Regions from separate parts of the Triticum aestivum genome. Here region 1 is linked to region 2. A link is a contact called in public HiCAR-type data. All regions are on one chromosome and are shown on one strand. Each heading gives the region's core, a stretch centred on a gene start, on an enhancer-like site or on the middle of the called end of the contact. The rest is flanking DNA. Distances are from core to core; before and after follow the strand shown. Region 1 holds the start of LOC123047067 (peptidyl-tRNA hydrolase 2, mitochondrial). Region 2 holds the start of LOC123047064 (protein TIFY 3).

Region 1 (6,034 bases), core at 1,057-3,556, 330 kb after region 2:
GTGGAGAGAAAAATAAATCGATGGACCAGGATGGGAGGGGGTGGTGGGAGGAGAGACGAAAAAACCAACGAAAATAAACCGTGGAGACTATTCACCGACTGCTCCATTAGGGCATCTCCAGCCGTTGGCCCCCCAGGAGGGGCAAAAAACCGCCCCCTGGGGGCGCACCGGCGCTAAACCGCGCACTGGGGGCGTGATGTCCCCCAGTCGCGGCGCCCACGGTTAGTCAAAAAAGTCAAACACGGCGCAAAAACGACTCAAATTTAACGCAAACATCGGCGAGTTCATTCAAACTTAAACATATTTTACAAAAAAAGAAAAAAAACTACGCGGGCTACCCCCGCCGTCTCCCTCGCCGCCCGCCGTCTCCCTCGCCGCCTGCCCACGCGGTTCTACATGCCGAGGAGGCGGTAGAACTGCGTGTAGTCACCGCCGTCGTCGTCATCACCGTCGTCGTCGTCGTCGCCGCCTCCGCCGTCCCTGCTGCATCCCTCCCCCGGTTGGCGCGGCGGGTTGGACGGTCCGGGGGCGTCGTCGTCGTCGCTGTCCAGGACCACGACGCCGTGCTCGTCCTCGCGCCCACGCTTGCGGGCGGCGATCTCCTCCAGGGCCCGGTGCTGCCGGACCATCTCGTCGCGGAGGTAGTCGTCCCGCGCCCACCGCATGGCGTCCTCGTCGGAGAAGCCGCGCCGGGCTATCTCCTCGTACTCCGCGGGGAGGACGGGCTCCAGCTTGGGCTCGGCGAGGACGAAGCGGCCGGTTGGTGGAGAGGCGTTGGCGCCGCCGGAGCTGCGGGTGCACGCGCTCACCGGCGTGTCCTGGGGCTCCGGCTTGACAGGGCGGAGGCAGGGCGAGCCGCCGGACGAGGAGGAGGACCCCCCCGGTCTCCATGCGCCTCGGGGTCCATGAGCTTCCCCGGCGGCGTGAGAAGGAAGGGGGAGCGGGGTACTCCAGGCGTGGCGTGTTGCCGCCCTCGATGTGCTCGAGGATAGCCTTCAACGTGCGCTCGGGCACGCCCCACCACAGATGCCGGCCGGCGGCGTTGAGCCTGCTGGAGGGCACGATGCCGTTGGTGGCCTCGAGCTGCTCGGCCTGATGGCGGCGGAAGTACGGTTCCCAGAGCGGGCTGTCGGGGACGTACCGTGGCGCCTTCCTCGCCGCACGCGGCAGGTTCGAGCGGATGCGTGCGATCTCCGCACGCCGTGCCGCGCCGGTCGGTACCGTGGGCACCGGCACGCCGCCTGCGCTGATCCTCCACGTCCCGGGCACCCGCATGTCCGGCGGGACCGGGTACTCGGCCTCGTAAAGGAGGCGAGCCTCGTCTTCGTGAAGATGGCGGCGGCCGAAGCCGTTCGCCGCCGCGCCGTCGCTTGGGAAGCGCTCGGCCATGGCTGTGAACTGGGGACGGCGAAAGAGAGGAGAGGAGAGGGAGGAAACGACGGCGGCGGGAGAGTGTGAGTCGCCGAGTGCGCCGGGGCGCTTCATATATAGGCCAAGGCGCGTGTGTCACAGTGTGTACGCGTGGCGGGCGAGGGAGGGCGAGGGACGCGCGTCGTCCGGTCTTCACTGCGCCGCCCGTGAGGCATCAATGGTGCAGGCTGACCGGCGCGGCAGCTTTGGCATTGATTCGCCGCGGGAAACGAGGCGATGAGGACGAGAAGGGCCGAGAAGAGAGCCGTGTCGCTGACGCGGCGGGCCCGCGGCTTTTTCGCGCCAAAACAGTTCGCCCGGCGCCCCCGGGCGCCCCCCGGCGCGCCGGGTTCGGGCTGGGTCCGCCGGCGCTGTTTTCGGCCCAAGCCGGCGAAAATCGGGCTCCTGGGGGCGCGACTGGGCCGTTTTTTCAGCGCCGGCGCGAAAAAAACGCCTGGGGAGGCCTTCCTGGGGCGCGGCTGGAGATGCCCTTAGGAGTAGATATAAAAATGTACAAAGACAGACGCTCACATACACACGTATGCTCAGTCATATGAATTACGCGCGCACGCCATATCCCTATGAGAAGTCTTGAAAAATAGACAAATATGAGTTGGTAGTCAAATCAATTCAATTGTTAGCCAATTATAGTGTAAAAATATAGTACTATATTTGTTAGCTAATTTTCTAGTTTGCCTAAATATTAGCAAACCAAGCAGCGTCGAGCGCTCGCTGTCAAAACGAAAAAAAAAGGAGCGTCGAGCGCTCAATTGCAAATTGCAAATTCTCAATCGATCAACGCGGCGCGTTCACCAAACCACGCGGCTGGGCAGAACACACCCACTGAACCGTGGGCCCCGCGTGTCAGCTTCACCTCGCCAAAACCACCAATCCCCAAACCACACGGTGTCGTAGCACCCAAACCACCTCCCACTCCTCTCTCCCCTACCCCTCGCTCCATCGCCCCGCCGCCGCCGCCACCGGCGACGGCGACCCCGATGGGCGCCACCACCTCCGTCCTCTCTCTCCCCGTGGCCGCCTCCTTCCCTGGCGCGGCCACCGCTATCGCGGGCGCCGCCGGCTGCTTCGCCCTCGGCTACTTCCTCGCCCTCGCCCGCTTCCCCATCCACGCCGCCGCCGCCCCCGACTCTGGCGACGACGATTCCGAGGACGACTCGGACGAAGATGATGACGAAAATTCCGGCCGCGCCCGGCCGGCGAAGCGAGCCGCCGGGCGGAAGCGGACCGGGCTCAGGCTGCTGTTCTGGTCCCGAAACGTGGTGACCAAGTCCGACTCCGCCAGGGAAGCCGAGAGGGCGCAGGTCCAGACCGCCTCCGCCCCCCTGGAGATCGAAAACCTCGCCAAGATAATAGAGGATTTCAAGATGGTATTGGAGTTTCTAGCCAACGCTTCGTCCCTTTACTCGGTTTTGGGCGTTTTTCATGTTGGGGGGAGAATGGGAAATTACTCGGTTGATTTTGTTGCTGGTGCAGGTGCTTGTGGTGAGAAACGACCTGAAGATGGGAAAGGGGAAAATCGCTGCGCAATGCAGGTAACACATTTCAGTATCAGGATTGGCTAAGAATAGAAACTTACTAGATGGGGAACCGATGTCGATGGTTAACACAGAGTGATGAAATGGTCAGTGTATCATGTTGTTAAGAGTTGATGTCTAGTTAAGTGTGCCCATGTTTGCAACAGGAGATATTGGGCTGACATACCTATTTGGCACTTTAGATTGTTGTTAGAGCTGATCATGACACATTTTTATGAGCTCAAACTGAACAAGGATTATAACGTAGACAAAATTTTCCTTTCTGTCAATATGGGTGTTTTTCTGGAATGAAAGCAGTTGCACACACGAATTGGTCATGCCAAAGCCATGTGGCAATCTGTTATTTTTCTTCCTGCTAGTTTTCTATGAACGTGTGTCTGCTAAGTGCTAATGGTACGTGTCATGCCCTTAGAATTATCCTGCAGCTGTAGCACACAATTCATGACTGCGATCGGTATTCTTCACATCTTACTCTTATCTTATGTAAAAATAATTGTTGGGGTGTAGGGTGTGATGGAATGGAAGACTATTTTGGTTTGGCCTGATGCCCAAACCAGGTAGCTGCCTCACTTAATTCCAAATTCGCAATTGCCATTTGTTTTGAAAAATAGATGGCAGTATTTTCCATAACACTTGAGCCAGCTGGCATTCTTCATCCAGGACGATCAGTCGATCACCTGTATTCGGTCCTCCCAAAAACAAAGGCAAATTTTATTATGGTTGCATAAATGCTTATTGCAGTAGAACTTTTGCAATGCCCAGATGTTGATCTTTGTACTCATGCCAACCAGCCAATATATTTTCTGTCAGATTTCATTGACCAGACAGCAAGGGAGCACTCTAGTTACCAAAGCAACTTGTTGTCAACCCTTATGATGGCATTCACCAATCCGCATTATGACTACTCGTCTATAACTAGAAACAGTTAACCTAACATGCTAACACTAGTTGGTTGTTTGAACTCAGCAAGATTATTCAACATATTTGAGCATTGGCAGATGTGCTGCAGAAATGATATTCAGTTAATCGCAGTCTTACATTTGTTTTGGCAAGGAAGCATGTGGAGCATCTCAACTACGGAAGCATGCATATCTTTGCTTCCGAGTGTGTAAATGATCAGTTTTAGAAGTGGATGAGTTATCACGCTTTATTGTACTACGTTTTCATTATTTTTAGCGTATGGGAGTGGTGTGCCTAATTATGGTTGTTTCTTTCCTCTTTTCTGTTTGCTCAGCCATGCAACACTGGGCTTGTTTAAGAAACTCCAACAGAGAGCACCAAAGTCATTACGAAGGTATCATTATCAGTAGCTACTTCTGCTGTTCGTCCTAGTGTGGCACAGAGATGGTAAAAAGGAAAGAAAATTCATTTACTCTTCATTTACTCTTTTGCAGATGGGAGAGGTGTGGTCAAGTCAAGGTGGTTGTGAAAGTAGAAAGCGAGGAAGATATGCTGGTTTTACAAGTAAGTATTCTGCCTTGTTGGGCACTGGCACATTAATTTCGAAAGTACCTTGGGGTTATCTAGAGATAGTAACCCAGAGAAAAAGGCGCATGGACAAAAGCAGTCATTTAATATTTTGCTCTTATCAGATAACATTTAGTAATAAAAAGCTTCTTTTAAAGAGTTCTCAGAGGAATTAAAATAGCAGAAATATTAATGAGAAACTGGACATTTTGTAGGTGAATATGTCCTGGCCTGAAATAGCTGCAATAATTTATTCCTTCCCCCATATTTTAGAAAAAAAAGGAAACATTTGATTCTTACTTGGCCTTATCCTCCGGTTTCTCTTTGTAGATAAATCATTTGGTTAATCTCTTACTGTATTTAAAACGAAATGAACTTATCATTTGGAACAGTGTTATTTTTGTCCCATCACATTTAAGCCAACTTTTGGGTGCAGGGGAGAGCAAAATCTATGAATCTGCCAACTCACATTACCATTGATGCTGGAAGGACACAGATTGCACCTAGTGAGTTATTTAATCTTCATCTACACACATCCAGTTCAATTCTGTCTGTTTATGTCTTGATAAATTGATTTATTTTTGTCTTGCGATCCTGTAGATTCCAGAACAGTCATGGCTATTCTTGGTAAGTTACATGCATGATTTTCACAGTGTATCATATTTTTCAGAATTTGCGGGCTTGTAGTGAGCCGATATCCCGCTGCTGATTGTACTGTTTCATTTGAGCAGGGCCGGCTGACATGGTAGACGATGTCACTGGTGGTCTGAAGCTCTTATGACATGACTTCAACATCCTCAAACATACGAGTTAAAAGAGCAATGCTGGAATTTCGCAAGCTATGATACTTCCACTGGTCTCCTGCTGAAGAATGAGCCTTGGCTTTGTTGGTTTACTTGATATCGTTCTTCCAGGATTTGTTCGGAAGGAGGTTTTGTCCACTTTTTACTTGTATCGACGACTGCTGTCTTTGGAGACCTCTGATTTAAGTAAATTTTCACTGGATTTGGGGCTGAGTAGTTAATGAACCGTTCATTCCATCTGTAGCATACAAATCTGAAAAAGGATAAATGTGGTGTTTCCCTTCCATGAACTATCTGAACTCCTTCATCGAAACAAAAAACGGAAAAAGAAAAACTATCTGAACTCTCTTGTCTGATTTTGCACACTGGATGCAAGCCTGGATTAATTCCACATTTTTCTTCGTTAACTCGGAGTTTAGCCGGGCATTTTGCTTGCAATAGAATAAAAACCGTTCCATCCAACTGGTTCTCAACATCACTCTGATGTAACAAAATGGTTACAACACATGGAAGTAGTAGATCACAATCGTACTTATACTGAAAATAAAGAGGGTACAATACAATACAATGGTGTTAATCAATACACCACCATACACGTACGTTCATACAGATACAACGATTTGCTGCAGCAGCGACTCGGAGCCGCTTTGCTGGATGGATATATAACAAATATAATCGCGAATTCGTGATTTCTGGCGAAGCTATAACATGGTCAGACAGCAGCACAGGATGACATTCTTCTTCATTAATTTCAACGAGATTGCATCCATCAGATGCTCTGCGGCCTGCCGTTCCGGC
Region 2 (6,348 bases), core at 1,487-3,986:
CACATTGCTATCTTTTTAGTTGGAGGAATTAAAGGCAAAGATCAAATGTTGAAACGGCATTACTATGCACTTCATCTGCAAACAGCCATATATTTCCAGAACAGAAGTGATTGTTCTACACTCTGTTTAATGGGTCCTAATGCACTGAAGGCTTTGTTGCAATCACCGCATTCACAGGCTAGCAAAAGTAACAGATAAATCTAAAACAAGTTCTAGATAGTATAATATATGGGTTACACTAACTACACACAAAATTTCAGGTTCAAAATCATTCTATGTTCATAGCAACAAGATGAGAAAATTCTTGCAATTTTTACAACAACAACAACAAAGCCTTTCAGTCCAAACAAGTTGGGGTAGGCAGCAGTTGAAACTCATAAGATATGGAAACCAAGTCATGGTTATGGCACGTGGATAGCTAACTAACTTCCACGCACCCCGTCCATGACATAGAATTGTGCGCTCACCATAGAGTGAAACTCTTCAAACTTTATACATAGATAGAAGTTTTGAAGTACGTTTAGAATTGTTTCCAAAAAAATTGTGGCACCCGTTAGCTAGAGTGCATGTTAATTTCATCATAAGCCTTTGTGCAAGCAATACACCTCCCCTACTTGGTAAGAGAAAACAAAATAGATCTGAGGAAGAGATCCACGTGGCGACTAAACAACTTGTCGCTTAGTCGCGACTTGTATGATACCCCGGTCCTGGGCCCACATCAGAATAGTCAGTTATTTACATTGTAAAACTTTTAAGTTAAAATTAATAACATCAACTACTTTGCAGGTACCAGCAATTCTGAGTCTAACAACTTCTATAATGCATGATGTGATATCAGACAACAGCAGACTATGACTCTAATTGTGGTCCACTCTAAATTATTCAAGGCGTGGTGGACGGCTTATGTGCCGCTTAGCGTCCAGTTACTTGTCTGACTAGTTCAAAGTCAGTCCAGGGTGGATGGACTGGACCCACCCTGTGTTCCATCCTAAGCACTGGACCTAGCAAATTATATGCGGTGGACTTAATTGTTTTCTCCAAACGTTGTCTAAAAGTAGTAGATCCAAAACATCATGCACCCATTAGACCTATATATTCAGGAAAATGCAGGAATACTGATTCCAAGTGGCACACTTTTAGTATCACAAATTATTTTTACTGCAATACAGGGTCCATCGTTTCACAGCAGCCTGGCACATCGCCAATTAATCGAATGTGAACCAATGAGAAATACTAGACAGCAGCCAAACCTTACAGGAAAACATCCTATGACAGTAGTGTCAGAACAAATTAATGTGGCACATATATGGTGAATAGCTGAATGATTGAAAGCACAGCAGCCGACGAATGTGCCGAAAAGCCTCTAGGTGAGAACAAACATCAGGACTTACAAAGCGCCCCGTTTGCACGCTTGCAGATTGCAACACATGATGATAGGCATGAGGTGTCTTAACATGTCAGGACATGTCTAAAAGACTAGTAGCTCAACGTTGTGAATAGCTGGTCAGAGGCCATGTCGTTGGTCCCCGGCTTCACAATTGGTCATGAAGTAAACAGGTGGAAAAGTTTGTTAGTTTTTCGGTTTGTTCTTTTTTGCAGTTGAATCCTTGGTAGGGCTTTGCATGTTTAAGGAAGTTATCTGTTACTGAACCCAACTTTAATCAGATCTACGCCTTCTCCCAATGTTTCTTAAAAAGGAGAGCAGCTCGAGGTGTGCATCACAAAGAAGAGTGTAGGTTGCCTAAAGAGTTCTTCACTGTGAACCTAACTCAGCAGCTGAACTAAAAACTTTACATAACGCTTTGAAGAAACTGTAGAACAAGAAACCAGACAGTGAGGGAGAAAGGGCTGCCTGGATCTGTGCCCATCTTGGGCAAAGTTTACTTAGTTAACTTGATAAGAAAAGATTTGCCGAAATGTTTATCACCATGAGCAAAACAACATCTTTTTCCCCACTAAATCAACCGTGAAGGTTAAGGAATGGGCAAGCCGGATTCCCAGCAGCCAGAACGTCATCCCAGGATCCGGATAAGAGCACGCGCCCCCAAGATATATTCTCCTAATTAATCCGACTTAAGAACTTGAGAACAGCGGGCAAAGGTCGAGGAAACTGAATTTGGGAGGATTTGGACCGCAGGGAGAGAGGAACAACACTCCAACAGCAGCAGCGAGAAAGAACACGCAGCACGCATTCCAGAACCCGCACCGACGCCTACGCACTCCCGACGCCACCTAGCCGAGGACAGACGAAGCCCACGGCAAGGGCTCCCCCGTGATTAGCACTGGGCCTCGAGGTGCCAATTGCGAAAGCGCGTGAAGGGGAACAGGGGAAAGCGGGAGAGGAACACGACCCAAGAACAAGAGGAACACCCGTGCGCACACGACACAAGCAATCCGGCAGAATCACACCGACGGACGCGGAATCCTGGACGGAATCCGCCATGGTTTCTTGCTAGAGCGGGGAGAAGGGGGCGGAGGAGGCTAGCTACCTGCCGTTGGCGAGCGGGGGTCTGGCGGTGAGTCCTTGGCCTTGCTGCTGGGTCTCCTGCTCCTGCTGCTGCTCCTTCCTCTCCGCTTCCTTCCGCTGGGCCTCCCCCGCCTCGGCCTTAATAGTGGCGCTCCTCTCTCCCTCTCTCTCGTTGAAAGGGACCTGGGAGTGAGAATTGGAGGAAGCGGGAGGGGGTCTGAGATAAAGAGGAGTGGGTGTGTGTACAGCACAATGCGCATGTGAATGTCGTGACTGGGCTATGATAAAATAGCCCCCCCCCCCCCCCCATATCTTTATTCATTCAATTTTTATATAGTGGTACTGTCTTTATAATACTCTGCCACTTGGCAGTGCCTCACTGGAGGAGATGCTGATAAAGTATTAGTAATACAGTAGAAATGAATATTTGTTCAAAAGACAGCCTTCCGTGGATTGGCAGGGAGAGTAATAAACGAATAAATATGTGCCAACTCAAAGAGAGAATAAATATGTGTCCTATTTTTGGTAGTAATTAGCTATTAGTGGTAGGCAATTATTTGATGTTCAACTGAGGGGTTTTCGGGTTCGGTCTTAATTGTTTGTTGTAATTTCCGACATGAAGGTGACTTCAAAGATTTTTCGGGTATCTAATAAGAGACTGCACCGGGCGCGAAACGACAGACGTTGCTTCTTGGGTATGGTTCTTCTTATCCATGCCTCGTTTGTCCGCGCATTTGCATGGCGCGGCTTCGGGCCACTTTCTTTCACCGTTGACGTGTTTTCTTTCGCATGATAGCGCCCGCCTTCGCTCACGCCTCTTTGCACTTTGTTGCAACGTCCCTAGTTCTTTAACCATTCCATTGTCATTGTGTTACCGGCTGTATAACATAATCACACACACCATCCACCTCGTAACGCGCTGATGAGTCTGCCGCTTCCTCCTGGTTTGGAAGGGGCGAGAGCTGAACACACTGTCAGATATGTGTTGTTGAAGCCTGACCGCCAACTCCTCTAGCATGTTTCTCACATATACCGACGCGTCAAGCTAGACACTAGAGGTACCTGGGGGAGATGACACGACCACTACAATGGTTCAAGGTTTGTGAAGAGTAGAAGCTTTGAGATGACCCGAACCATGCGATCTATCAAACGCAACTACAACCTTGACCTTGCAACATGTCTAATTGAGCAACATTTTGAACCAATTTCAATCGAGGGCATGGGTTCATTTTTATGCGTCTGACTAAAATCCTTTCGTCTACACGCATCTAACCAACATCAACACGTTCTCAAGTTAACATTAGCAAAACAAGAAAAAGAATCCAAACCTGATTTATGTACGAGAGCTGCTACACAGACGACATATTCAGACGATGCAGGGCATCCAGCCATCCATGTGTAGTCCAAAAATGAACATCACCGTTGAATCCTCCCGTCGTTCACGATTCGGCTGGTTTATGTCGTCCCTACAGCAATTTCGTTTATGTACACCACAATATGCAGACGTGGAAGTAGAAACACCCGCACTTCCCGCTTGTCAATATTCCGAGCTTAGCAAAAATTTCGGTTGGCAGCCGTAAAAAGCTAGTAATTACATTTTGTTAATGTATAAAAAAGTTACTAGCATGCTATTTACTACTTCCATTTCAAATTATGAGAAGCTCTAACTTTTTTTTTTCCTGAATCGGATGTACATAGACGCATTTTAGTGTGTTTGTTCATTTATGTTTAAGCCCGCACCTAGTTTATACTGTATTAGGATATCCAAACACATCTTATAATTTGGAACGGTGGTAGTAGGTCTTACTGTACATTCGATCCAAGTTTTACCCGCACCTGTTCCAGCTACTATGACCTGACCTGGTTCTTTGATGAACCAATGTCCGTCTTATTTTTGACCGAGTCGGTGAGTCACATGACTCCCGACAAAAGGCACCACCCGCGTCAGCGTCGTCCTCAGAACGTCGGCGTATCCTCCTCCAAAAACTCGAATGAAGAAGACAAAAGTGCGCCACGTACCGACGCACTTGACCTGGCGTGCACTCCGCCGAGACGTGCCAGGCTTCCCTGACCGGAAACGGAAGGCGAAAGGCGCCCGTTCCATCGCCCGAAATCGAGCGAGCCGAGCCCGTTCCGGCCCGAAAGCCGTGCTCAGCCGGTTCCGGCACGTCCTCTCGATCCAGAAAGCTCCGGCGAGACAAATCGTCATGGCCCGGGATGTCTGCCCATGTTCAAGAAACGACGGAAATACTAGTGCGCAAATTGATACGGCAGGCATCCACGTACCGCGTGCTCCGGCGGTGGAGCGAACTTTGGGCGGAATGCACGGAGACATGGCGTCGTCGGTCGGCACCGGAACAGGCCGGACCGTGCCGAGAGCCGAAGATGGCCACGCATGCCGCGGAGGGTGCCGAAAGATCACGACGCGTCGCTCCTCGATCCGGATCCGTCCAGGGAATCCGATCGGGAAATCTGCCGGCGGTTTCCGGTGGTTTTCGCCTGTCCGAACCTGCTGATTAAGAAATGTTGTACTAGTGGCTGGCTGGACGAACGAACGCGGCAACCTCCATGATCGATCGGCCTGGCTGGCCGGACAGCGGACAAATCGAGCTTTGTTCCGAAGAAACCATGATGAAATGGGTGCTACAGGACAGGCTATAGTGGTACAGGACAGGCCTGTAGCATGATCACGTATTGCCATAGCTTAGCTAGCTGCTGACAGCTGACTCGTGCACAGGACGGGGAGGTCGACGGCGGGAAGCTCTCCGCCATTGATCGCACGCGGTGGGGGACACACAGTAGGTTAGAGAGATGGTAGATGGATGGTGCGACAATCGCCGATGGTCCTTTTTTTTTTTGAACAAAGCAAGGCACCAGGAAGGTGCCCAATTTCCATTGACAGCTTGAAGAGTCATTACAAGGTTCAGAGGCCAGAGAATACAGAGCAGGAGATACAACCAGAAAAAGAAGCTGAATGGAATAGCAAAGATAGGTTGAAACAAGTCAACCAGATGATCTGCAGCTAAAAGAATGAGGGAAGGGCACTTAGTAGATCTATCTTGAAAGTAAGAAGAAGCGTGAAAGTGTCTTCAATCCTGAAGAAAGCTTTGAAGAAGAAGCCTAGAAATCACAACTTAGTTGAAGCGTCCTCTGAGCTTAGTAGCAGTACACCTTGTGTAGACAGTAACCTGTGACAGAGAAGTGAGCTAAAGCTGCCGCCACTGGACAGAGGTCTGCAGCGTGTGATCGAGTTGAGCAAGACATTATAGGTTGATTTGTTGCCTGATACACCTGCTGAGCAAGGTTGTGAGCTACTCCATTTAGATTCCTGGAAATATGGAAGACCTGAGCATTGAGATTAGTATAACTCTTAATAAAAGAAGCCAAGTAATTTCTGATATTCCAAGGCGTAGCAGGATAGGAGATATTTTTAGAAGCTACTGCAGAAGCAAGCGGAAGACAGTCAGTTAAAAAAGTAGGCTGCTGCACATTTAAGAAGTTTGCTAGCATAGCAGCACAAGCCAGGGCCGTGGCTTCCGCCTGAATGGGATCAATGGTTACAGGTGCAGAAGCTTGAATCTGAATGTTGAGCTCCCCATGATCAGCAGGGAGAGAAAAGTAGATACCAATACCTGTACCAACCTGTCCTCGAAGAGCACCTGGTATTTTTGAAGTTCGAAAAGCCACATCGGAATAAATCTTCGGCCCCTTAATAATGAGATCAGATTGGATGGATTTGCCCTGTATAGGAATTTGCTGTTCATTATGAAGATTGTTAGTAACATTATGTTGGTCATCAGATGACAAAAGTGCCTCAGCTTGCATTGCACAATCCATACTAGCAGCCATAATGTGGATCCTATTAGGATGCCCTTTCCTGC

Evidence for each region. HiCAR-type assays count read pairs that join an accessible place to other places.
Region 1: a contact with region 2 is called in a HiCAR-type map of leaf, with 4 times the contacts expected there. The contact joins the promoter of LOC123047067 here to the promoter of LOC123047064 in region 2. A contact is called at or near these places in 1 of 5 Hi-C or Micro-C datasets (leaf) and 1 of 1 datasets of contacts at active chromatin or transcription factors (leaf).

What each region holds. Positions count from the first base shown.
Region 1 is chr2B:739,718,435-739,724,468 of IWGSC CS RefSeq v2.1, forward strand. It overlaps LOC123047067 (peptidyl-tRNA hydrolase 2, mitochondrial), which reads left to right and starts at 2,307. Exons shown (of 7, transcript XM_044470562.1): 1 at 2,307-2,798; 2 at 2,905-2,963; 3 at 4,201-4,260; 4 at 4,361-4,430; 5 at 4,870-4,939; 6 at 5,034-5,060; 7 at 5,165-5,526. The coding sequence starts at 2,409. The coding sequence ends at 5,214. LOC123047068 (endonuclease 4-like) reads right to left here. Exons shown (of 8, transcript XM_044470563.1): 8 at 5,750-6,034. The coding sequence ends at 6,006.
Region 2 is chr2B:739,384,949-739,391,296 of IWGSC CS RefSeq v2.1, forward strand. LOC123047064 (protein TIFY 3) reads right to left here and starts at 2,737. Exons shown (of 5, transcript XM_044470559.1): 1 at 2,490-2,737.